Linked DNA regions of Zea mays: region 2 is linked to region 1. The links are chromatin contacts, called in public Hi-C maps. All regions are on one chromosome and are shown on one strand. Each heading gives the region's core, a stretch centred on a gene start, on an enhancer-like site or on the middle of the called end of the contact. The rest is flanking DNA. Distances are from core to core; before and after follow the strand shown. Region 1 holds the start of LOC100194145. Region 2 holds the start of LOC103641821 (calmodulin-binding receptor-like cytoplasmic kinase 3).

What was found. Hi-C and Micro-C count contacts between places; a contact is called where the count stands out from the background.
Region 2: a contact with region 1 is called in a Hi-C map of leaf, with 4 times the contacts expected there. The contact joins the promoter of LOC103641821 here to the promoter of LOC100194145 in region 1. A contact is called at or near these places in 2 of 25 Hi-C or Micro-C datasets (leaf and tassel).

The regions. Positions count from the first base shown.
Region 1 is chr10:131,200,319-131,206,084 of Zm-B73-REFERENCE-NAM-5.0, reverse strand. LOC100194145 reads right to left here and starts at 2,460. Exons shown (of 3, transcript NM_001139196.1): 1 at 2,110-2,460; 2 at 1,799-1,822; 3 at 1-715. The coding sequence starts at 2,338. The coding sequence ends at 399. It overlaps LOC100274060, which reads right to left. Exons shown (of 21, transcript NM_001148439.1): 13 at 5,260-5,343; 14 at 5,054-5,128; 15 at 4,828-4,962; 16 at 4,619-4,744; 17 at 4,426-4,533; 18 at 4,231-4,293; 19 at 4,052-4,126; 20 at 3,712-3,905; 21 at 3,230-3,620. The coding sequence ends at 3,494.
Region 2 is chr10:131,329,993-131,335,758 of Zm-B73-REFERENCE-NAM-5.0, reverse strand. LOC103641821 (calmodulin-binding receptor-like cytoplasmic kinase 3) reads right to left here and starts at 3,647. Exons shown (of 7, transcript XM_008665146.3): 1 at 3,185-3,647; 2 at 2,016-2,234; 3 at 1,587-1,840; 4 at 975-1,140; 5 at 807-896; 6 at 1-284. The coding sequence starts at 2,136.

The DNA of each region.
Region 1 (5,766 bases), core at 1,211-3,710:
TGGATTATGGTGTAAGGGTAGAAGGGTAAAAATATCACTTTAGAACTATAAATAAGCTGGCATTGAGTAGTTTAGTTCAGCTTATTTGTGCTTTCAAAGTGATATTTTACCCTCTTACTCTTTCGTCATAATTCAGGTTATATAATCTAGGAGAAAAACAAACATGTCCTTAATAAAATGGCTTTCAACAGTACTATGACAAAATTCAGATATCTAGGCGGCAGCAAGCTAGTCACATTTGTAAGGAAGCTGGAACTATAATGTTGAGACTCAAAATTAACAATGTTGTCGTGGAAACTGATATTACATAGACAAACGTCGCCGGTTGGTTTGGCTGCAAGGCATAACCCATGCAGCTACCAGAAATAATTTCACCTGAAAATTCAGAACTAAAGCTGTCACATGCTCGTGGCTCGAGAATCATGCCAACCCAGTTGCCGAGCTCGCTGTTCCCACATTGCTGTGAGTTTCTTCTCCTTTGAAATTGCTACTTCAGACTGCTCCCGAGCTTCCTCGCAGGTCTCTGTAGCTGCATTACACTTTTCGGCTTCTCGCTGGTATTGAGTAGCTTGTCTTTTTGCTTCGACAAGAGTGGCGTTCATGTGGTGACTATGCTCCTCAGCTACAACCTGCTGCAGCTTGAGTTCCTCATTAAGAAGATCGACAAATTGCTTCTCCATCTCTTTGGCAAGCTCAGGGTTGTTTTTCCCACAATCTGCATATTTCAACACAAACTTTAAAGTTTTAGTTCAGTTAGCCTAATATTTTGATAATAGCAATAATAAGGTCAGGAAAGTGTGCATTGAAAGAAAAAGGTAGACATAGAAAACAGTGCAAATAAGGTGATTCAAATATTTCGACAATTCCTGTTCTGGAAAACTGGGTGGCTATGAGATACAAAAGCACAAGAACTAATGGTGCAGCATAGTGAGGAAGATTTGTGCAACCTTGATGAAGCAAATATACCGTCCAAATCTAAAAAGTGCCAAAATGCCAAATCTAGTTGGATGGAAGAACAATCTCTGAGCTTCATTGGATGTTATGAACGTCAACACATACTAAGGCTATCTTCAGCAGCTTACTCATCCCCATACCTATATTCAAACTCCACTTTGTGAACAGTGCGGTCTACAGTGCAAAATAGTTTTTTGGGCGACCATATGGGTGAACTGCTGGACACGGTCTAATCACAACTAACTTTCATCTATGCTATATTGTTAGGGTAATAGCCTGATGCCAAAGACTTATGAAATGCAAACCAAGATGAAGAAAAAGATATTTTTTTCTCAACAACAGGATGCTTTTAAGAAGCCTACAGTAGGTATTTCAGTAGATCGCATCATTAGACAAATCTCTGTAGTTCCGCACCTAATTATAAAATCCAACTCTTAAAGATATGCAGCACTTAACATACTTGATAGGCTAGAATTCTAGTGTTCAGCTTTTCTTTTCACATAAGACAATTTGAGGCTAAATGATTAAGAATGTGAATTTTCAGAATTCAACACATAATTTTACTTTCATTTCATAAGAACTATTTTGCTCGTGCATTTTTTGTAGTGTGAAGAATAACCCAAGTAGAAGGTTCCATAAGGTCTATAAATCACCCCATGCATCATCATAGTGACTGAACTACTGAAGGCAGCTTCACGAATTGTTCAGTTTAGTAAGTAAAGAACACAGTGATCCATGACGATTGCTGCCATTCTATCATAAGATAACCACTATGCTCATCCAAATATGAGGAAACCCATGCCTCAATTGACAGGAGTGTGAACTGTGAAGGAAGGACCCAAACCTGTTATTGAGAAGTTGGCAAGCCCTGCAATAAACACAAATTCCTGTCAGTAATGTGGACATAGCTGCAACTGGGAGTTTTCATCATAGACGATTAGACACAGCAACTAAAACTAGCTTATTTGCTACCCATATGCATGCGTCAGCTGTACCATATGCTATGGCGTTCATCTGATGACCCTAGTCCCGACCAAAATACAGATTATTATTTTTTGTTTTACCTAACGAATTATGGGTAGACATGCGTACCGACACTGATCAGGCGAGAACTGTAGGAAGATCTGGAAAGAGGGTCTGAACAGGACAGATCACCTGGGGCGATGGACTTGAGGGAAAGGGGCGCCGGGCAGTCGCAGCTGCAGGGAGGGCACGACGGGGAAGAAGCCACCGCCGCCGCGGTGGACGAGGGGGAGGAGGAGGAGAAGCCCTTCTTGTAGCGCCAGTAGAAGGCGGGGCCAGAGACCCCTAGCGCGGAGGCCACGGCCAGGATCACCAGGCACCAGCGCCCCAGCGCCGCGCGGCGCCCCCCGCCGCCAACCATCGATCCTCGGGCGTAGACGCGCGCGCAATGTGGGTTGGGAGATCTTCGCCCCCGCCGACTGCGTCTTCGCGTAGTCGCTCGGCGTGACCACCCCTGATTTCGCCTTGTTGTGGCTGGGGCACGGGCCGGTGGTGGTGGTGGACTGGTGGTGGGGCTCGGGTGGTGAGGGGAACACTGAAACAGTGGCGTGGGGGAGTGTGGGAAGTGAACTAACCGCGGATGGTTGGTGCGGAGGTAGAGCGCAAAAATGGCTAGTGCGCGCGGGGTCCCCGAGCGGATTTCCGGCAAACAACAGGGCCGCGAGAGGAGACTGGCATGCTGAGTCCAGAATCCTTGATTGAGCTTGGCAGCCTGCCACTACGCACTATCGTGCTGATTCGTGTGGAGGTGGACCCAACTTAAAGTTACCGCGCATGGACCGGATTTTAGAGAAGTCCAAGAGACTCGGTGAAGTGCCTTTGCTCGGTAAAAAAAATGAAAAGCGCCATGGCTTTCATACTCGCTTCTTCATCTGGCTCGGCATCACAGGTAGTGTTCTACAGCTGCATGTCACGACGACAGTCCTGGTGGCGGCAGGTGCAATAAGTGGATGTGAAAAGTTAAATTTAGAGAATCTGTTGGTTAACCCCACCTTGAAGAAGTTATCTATTTTAAAGAGTCGTCCATAAAACTCTATAATTGGCTAGGATTTATAACTAGACTCTTGGAGTTGCTTTATTTGGATTTCATCAACTTAAATTAGCTTAATAGCATGATATTTACTATTACATTACTGGCCGCTAACCAACTCTCGTGGAATACCAATGCCCAGTTCGATTCAAACCAAACACTTTTCCCACACACGTGGAAATGAACTCCACAAAGCTTACATCTGAGTCTCACAACACAACACAACACAACCACACATTGCTATTGTCAGATATCAACAGCACGAAATGCTGAGTCGCAGCTGATAAACACACAGCAAGGTTCGAGCTCAAGATAACAAGGCTCCCGACACCACCCTAGGGTCACTAAACGCGTCGTAGCTCCACATTAGCATTCACAAGAAACGGATATGCACCTACCTTGACTGCAGCGGCGCACATAGAGTATGGCATTGTGCCAAAAGTCCAAATGAAGGCAGGCAGGTATGGGTACGGCCCATCAAATAACTCATTGGCCGATTCGCACGCCAAGAATGCACTGTGCGAGATGAGTCACGTACGGCTCCGCTTGTGAACTGTTACTCAGCGTAGGAGCAAGACTCTGCAGCTCTGAATTGAACGCTGCTTCAAATTTCCTGCAGCCAGCCAAGACCAATGCGATGTTAGATGGGTGGAACTTAATTTAATACCAGCGTTTCAAGGGTAGATAGAGGAGCGGATACGTACAGGATCGACTCTGACATGACAACATTCTCTGATGCTAGTTTCAGCTGCTGGTCTCTGTCCTGTGATTTATCGATTCTTGATCTTGACTTCCTAGACTTCGATGTGTTCTCAGAGTTAGCGACATCGATAGATGGCATCAAGATCTGGATGGAAGTGGCATACTGAAGGCATAAACCTTTCAGCTTCTCGACTTTCTGTGAATGCAAATAAATAGAACAATGATAAGAATTGATTCTTTCAAAAAAAAATCTTGAATGGTACCAAGAAAAAGCTATCAACCAAAAGTTACTGTTTTATCTTCTTTTCTTTTAGTTTTAAGAGAAAGGGTAAAAGGACACACCACAAGGAGTTCAGGCGACAACAGCAAGCATTCTTTTAGACACTTCTGGAGGAAGAAATCATGGATCTGGATAACCTGCAAGCAGTATTAACATCAAAAGGTAAGGCATTCCGCACGGTTAGCATCGCAGTTTTTTTTTTGCAAAAAACACCCCAAATTGAAAAAAAGAAGTGCAAAACCTCATCTATGCTCCTTGCTGTTTGAAGGCGGTCATGCATCAGATGCCAATTTGGTTCAAGAACCTGGGACCAAATGAATAGTTTAGAACTTGCCCAACATGTATGGTTTACCTCAAACGTCAGACAATGCATGGTGTTATCTGTGGTTTAGCATGATCAAAAGAATAGTTTAGCATGCTGATATGTATGGTTTACCTCAAATGTTAGATAATGCAAAAGGCTATTTACAAACTTGAGCATGCTACGACAAAGAATTGATGACCGCAGAATTGGTGTCCCTAGAATCTTGACAGACCGGAATGCCTGTCCAAGAGTTAATATCCAGTCAAAGTTGGCGTACACAAAAATGTTAAACTGGTTTTGCAGGAGGAAAAGGGTTCATTCATACTTGTTGTATTTGCCATGCTGCACACAGCTGGCGACTAACATGCTTGCAGTGGAACAATAGGCGAAAGATCAATTGGTATTTTGTCAAAGCCTTCCTTGAAATTACAAGAGATAACGGCCACTGGACCTGCAGGGTACAACAAGTATATCATTTCACTATCACAAGACAAACATGAGGAAAGTTTTAAACAAACTATTAAAATAGAAAACCTTATTGCTAAGGCAGAATGTTTCCAAACCCGTGATGCTTAATTGCATTGATCGATCAACATCTGCTGCAGCAAGCTTATCTGCAGGATCCAAGTCCTTCAGAGTGGCCAGTTTCTTAAGGAGGGAACTCCTTTCCTGTTGAACGCAGATGTAAACAAAGATGATAAGCTTGCTGCAGTACTCCGTAAAACGCCATATAGTATGACCAGATCCAGATAATATTTACCACACAGCAGATTAATTCCTCATGGCTTGGATCTGAAGCAGCTGCAGTACTCCGTAAAGCAATGTCAAGCAGAGACTGCCGTATAAAATGGACAAAGAAAGCAGAAACAAAACCAAAGAAGCAGCAGCTTTTTCATAATCAGAGTTGACCAAAAAAATCTGCTTTTGTCATGGCACAAACACACAGAAAACGCATATGAGACAAACCTGAAGTTTTTCAGCGGATATTTCTTCTGGTTTCTTTGTAAGCTCCTCTCGAGCAATATCCATAAAATGGACCAAAAAGTCACCCTGTAAACTAGATAAAACAGATAAGATAAGTAGCTCAAGGAAAATCAATATGGATGGTCAAAATTAAATCAGGAAACATGGCATTCATTATCAAGGACATTGTAAACAGCTAAGATACTCAGAATTTCATACTTTCTCCGTCCAAAATGGAAGGCGTTCTGGTTTTGTCCTAAATCAAACTTCTTCAAGTTTGACCAAGTTTATACAAAACTGTAGTAACACTAACATAAACAACACCGGATTTGTTTCATAAAATCCATCATTGAATATCTTTATAGTATATTTGTTTAATGTTGGAAATGCTGCTATATTTTTCTATAGATTTGGTCAAACTTGAAGACTTTTCACTTAGGACAATAAACCTAAAAAGGTTTTACGCTTTGGAACATAGGACATGTACCAGAGTATAGAGATTATTTTCTA
Region 2 (5,766 bases), core at 2,398-4,897, 130 kb before region 1:
CCTTTCTGTTGGACCCCTCCTTGCCTCAATAGGACGACGTCCTGAAAGGATTTCTAGAAGCAAAACACCATAAGAGAACACATCGCTCTTGATCGTAAGATGGTTTGATCTCAGATACTCTGGATCTAAATACCCTGCTGTTCCTCTCACATCAGTCTCAATCTGTGACTGGCCTGGCTCAGTAGGACCAGTTCTTGCAAATCCGAAGTCAGCCACTTTGGCCATGAAGCCTTCTGTCAGTAGAATGTTTGATGACTTCACATCCCTATGTATTATGGGCTTCTCTAAAGGCAAAATAGGAATAGCATCAAACTATGAATTGGAAAAAAATGTATGCAGTTTTTTTGTAACAATGACAAAATAAAGTCTTCTTGTTATCTGGGTGCATACCACTTCATCACTTAAAAGCTGAAGAACATAAATGTGTTATGGAAACTTATTTTTCACTACGAGAGTTACATTGTTACATATCCATGGGGCTAGTTCACATGTGGAATTGCATCATGGAAAAAAAATGTTTGATTAAATACAGTTTTGGTCACAACTACTTATACTTGATTGGGTGGTTTGCTCTACAGATTCAGATTTAGTTCCATTTCAGACTGAATCATAAGGAACTGGACCTCTATCGTCCCATCCTATAACAAGCTTTAGATGCAAAAGGAATTCTTTTTATCTTAAAAAGAGTGCCTAAGCATACTGGTTCACTTCCTTACTGCAGTTTTGAAGCAGCACAAGTGCATGAACATGATTTGGATTTAAAAAGACTAAATTGCCTGATGCTGAACTAAGTACGCAAAGTGTACCTGCATAGAGATGCAGATAAGTCAACCCATGGGCAACATCTATAGCTATTTCAAGCCGCTGATTAAATCCCAAAACTAGGCCATGTTGACCTGAAAGATGATTCCAAAATATCAGACCAATCATTTTGGAAGGAATACAAAAAACTAGCAATCTGGTTTACACCTTACCATCCAAATGCTCCCTAAGATTGCCATTTGGTACATACTCTGTTATGAGAATTCGTTCATTGGGTTTGTCAATATAACCAAGCAATCGGACCAAGTTCTTATGTTCAATACTTTTTAGTAATGCGACTTCGTTGCTGAATTCAGTACGTAAAGAAACAAAATTTTCCTGCCAAATAAAACCATATCAGAATCAATACCGCAAAGTATGGTCTACAAGAAAATTGTTCATGCAAAAGGAAGTTTATGAAGAAGCATATTGAAAAATAAAAACCAGCACATAAACATTATCATGGACTGCTGGAGCAAATAATGGAATTATGAGTTCATAGTTCATCATCCAGCTCCCATCTACCGCTCTATAAATATGGATCAAGTAATGGGTCTAAATCTAAAACATACTTAAACCTGAATTTGCCACTCTTAGCTCAATCTTGCTTCCCCACAATGCAATGCATACAAATGTGCGCGAGTGCAGATGAGCAATTGTGTGTATATATAAAGGAAAGAGTAGAAGATAAGGTCACAGTTCAAATAAGTTTGAATACAACTCACAAAAACTGGCACCATGCTAGGACAGTTGCTAGAATAGTTGCCTGGACCAAAATAAGTTACCTTCTTTGCCCTTTTAATAGCTACTACACGCCCATCTCGCAGTGTCGCTCTGTAGACCTTTCCAAAGTAACCTTCACCAATCATCAAGGTCGGAGCGAAGTTATGTGTCAGTTTAACCACATGTTCAAGACTGATGTTTAAAGGTTCATTTCTGCTTGGTGGCGAAGACAATGAAAATCTAGATGGACTTGCAGGTGCTCGAAGCGAGCTTGCAGAAATTCTATCAGAAACCGACCTCATTTGATAAGAACTCACTGAAAACAAACAAAAGCAATGCCACAATTGACGGTGAGTGTTTTATACAACCAGAAATACCAAGCACATCTCCTGTTTTCTAGTATGAACTTTGTCCTCACAAACAGGTTAGCCATTGCTTTGCTGTTGTGACAGGTTTCAACATGATGAGTGAAACGTCACTTTATGACTTACAGGAATTGGAATGTTCTGCAAGAACATGGTCTTCGCTTTCATCTTTCCTTTTTGTGCCAAAACAGGTGCAGAGGGACTCAAAACACACAAGAAACATTCCCGCAATTGTAGCAGCTACCATACTGCTACCTATCTTCAGTCATCAAATACTGGGCAGAGATGTGCCTCTTCATTTGTACTTGATTTCTTTATACCGTTGTCAAATAAAAGGCTGCCCCCCTTCTCATAGGTTCAGTCAAAACAGAAAAAAAAACAATAAAGCCTCAGTTTAGCAGCTTTGAAAGAGAAACAAAATTAGATACTCGTAGTACAACATGAACTGACAATTGACATACTTCTATGTTCTATCATCAAATAATCCACAATACAGTCATTTGGTAAGAACAAGGGATGTTCATGTACTCTCTATGTAAACCAAAAGGTGAGTTTTTTTAGTGTAAAGAAGAAGAGTTTGCTTGTGAACGCAGACACAGTTTTCCCTTGTACTTTGCCTGGCAAGTACAAAATGATCATGCATTTATTATAATACAACTGGAGGTGCTGTACAGATTCATATATGACTAAAAAATGGGGGCAAAAAACTAGTATTTCTGTAGATTTTGTACGTCTGTACTCTGTACTGATTAGTACAGAGTGTTTGAAACATAGGCAGGCAAACAGGACGGAAAGCGAAAGATCAAACTGGAAAAAGAAGAGAGGAGCAGGTAGTTTGATCATGCACCACAGCACCAGAACAAGGTTGAAGGAAGCACATGAGGATCCAACATGCCTCAAATGGCATAACAGGCAGGGTGTCTGTTCCCAATTAGAGGAAAACTACAACTTTAGGCATTTCAAAAAGGTCAGTGGCAACACTGTAGCTTCACTGTTTTAGTCTTCACAGGTCAAGCTCGCCATCAAAACCGTGCCAATCCTATCCCACAGAAGATTGCTAAAAAAAACAGCTTAGCAATGAATCTTTGCGGGACTGTTTTCAGGACTGCCGCTGGAGTTCCGCTCAGCGATCATGCCATAAAGCTTATCTATGCTACTCTGCAATCACCCGAAAAAAACAGACCAGACAGGCAGCAATCCGACCACGCACCAAATATCCGAACCGCTACCAATCGCCGGAACGCGCAGCTGGGAACCGGGTCTTGGAGTTCCAGGAATGTTAGGCGAGTACTCACCGCAGAGGAGAGGAGAGGAGAGGAGAGAAGGGACTCGAGCGCCGGGCTCCGCCGCGGCCAGCAATGCTCCCGTCCAGCCGCCCCAGCGCCAGCAGGCACGCACGACTCCTCGGGAAAACACTTGGACGGAAATGGCGAGGAAGGGTGCTCCTCTCTCCTTTTCAGGAATTCCCTTTTGATCTGATCGATCGGATCTTTGCGGTGGGCACCCCTTGCTGGCGCGGAAACCGTGTGCCTGCGCCGGTAGGAGGAAGTAGCGAGGCGGTCGCTCAAGACCGGCGACCGGGTGAGAAGACTGGTAAACGACGCCGACGCCGACGCCGCGACGCGCCGGATATTTGTATGGGGGCCGGGGGCGAATTGCTGCCAGGTGGGGCCCAGTGTTCGCGCGCGCGCCCGTGGCGGGGCGGCGGGTTGGTGTGCCACTGCCGGACGGGCCCTTGGATTGTGTCGCTGCGGAAGTGACGAGGAAGGCTGCCTTGAGGCTATCTGCACTCCTGAACGGTAAACGATACGCTATCCAGATTCGGTTTCATTTCCAGTAAAAATACGCCGCAGCCACGTACTTTATCGAGGACTGTAAACTTGGAGCATGCAAGAGAAACGCTATATCTAGCATCGTATTGAGCTTCTGCGCTACGCACTGCATATCTCTCTCTGCTCCTCTTCCCTCTCCGTCGTTCCACTTCCAAAAAAAATGTGCAAGAACGTGGCAGTTGGGATGGGAAATGAAAGAGAAATTGAAAAGAAATAATATAATATGTGATAGTTGGTATAGAGTTGAGATATAGAGTAAACATGACTGCAGAGGATTGTGATATAGAGTAAACATGACTGCTGACGGGGATAGAATATTCCTTTTAGAGTAGAAATTTAGAGTAGTATGAGTGCGGATAGCAGGGGCGGACCCACGGGGGGTCCAGGTGGGCCCTGACACACCCTAAGCCAGGCCCACCAGGGACCCCACCCAGCCATCCCATTTGGCCGACGCGACGCCCGACAGCCGTTCCAACTTCTCGTCTTCTCTCCGATCGGTTCGGCTTCCTGGCGGGCTGTTCCTGACGGCGGGCTGGCGGCTGCCTTATACCTTCCTGCGCGCAAGCCGGCGAGTCCTCGGCTCCTCGCTAGAGTCGAGCGCGCTGCCGCGCTGAACCTGCTTGGCTGCTTGACCCTTGATGGCGTGCTGTGCTGAACCTGCTACCGTAGAACTAGTCTGGCGGAACCGCGGAAGGCCGGAAGAGGAGCTTGACTGCTAGCTTGTCTGCTTGAGCCTTGAGGAGACGTCACGAATGTTGAAGAGGTAGCCATCCTGTCCTCCAGTTGTTGCTTGCATGGCTGTATGGATTAATGGATAGAGTTTTGTTGATGTGTTCGTGTGCAAGTGCAACCGGATTTTTTTTGCCAAGGGCCTTTTTCTGGCTATGAAATCTGTGTCGCAGAACTTTTTCATTTTTTTGAATTTTGTCTAACGCAATGTGTGTTGATTTTTGTCTTATTGATTATTGATTCACTACCATTATTTTGGCGTTGAGGAAGCGCAGACCAGATAAATAGTATTATTGCAATCTTTATGTTTAATGTATGCAATTTTCATGCTTATTTGTTGAGTGTTAAACTTTATATCTATATATCAAATTGTTACCAAATTTAGTATAAAATTATATGTACATTAGATAGAATTCTACATAAAAATTTTGTTATGGCACACCCTATATAAAAATTCTAGATCCGCCAGATAGCCTGAGATTCGATATAGCCACTAGGACGTTCCACGTTGGATTGTGTCAACACTGGAGACATTTCTCTGAGCTCAGTCAGTAGAGGAGGCTATGGTGTGTGTCTGGTAGTAGGACTCGGAGCTGAAGCAAGGAGTCATCACTTATGTTTTTTTTAATAAAAAATACGGTTTTGACTTCTTCCTCAAAATAAATCGATTGGCCAAATAGAACCAAGGAGAGAACAACACGATTTGCAGCAATCGGCTCAACTGCTTTTTGCTACATTTGTTGGCCTTTTGCTCCGATAGTATTAAAACAAACTGTTTATTGTGACTAAAGTTTAGTCAGTTAAAAGTAAATATACATAGAAGTTAAGTGTTAATATACATAAAAATATGGCAGAAATGCTTCTATGGTTTGCGTGAGATATGAACCATGATATATCGTTTCCTAAACACTATTTCAAAGCCTATGGCCTCTAAAACCGTTACGGCACACCCTTCCTAAAAATTACAAAAAAAACTCAAAACAATCGTATGTGGAGGCTAATATATGGTTGGCCATAAAATAAAGTACTATATAGTTATCTTAATTCATGAGAAAATAAATACATATTGACGATACGTGTTATACTATAATTCGTGCTATCATTTATCATACTATTATACTAAATTACTTAGAAAATAGTTATTGTAATCTCATAATTTAGTATAAATCGATATAGTGATTGTTGTAGCTCAATATTGATAAGCTATTCGTAAGGTTATCATCGCCCGCCCTGAAATGATGATCGTCTATCACACGGACCGTCCTGACGCGCGCCCGGCGCGGCTCTGCCCTCGTGCGGCTTTGGCCAGTCCCGGC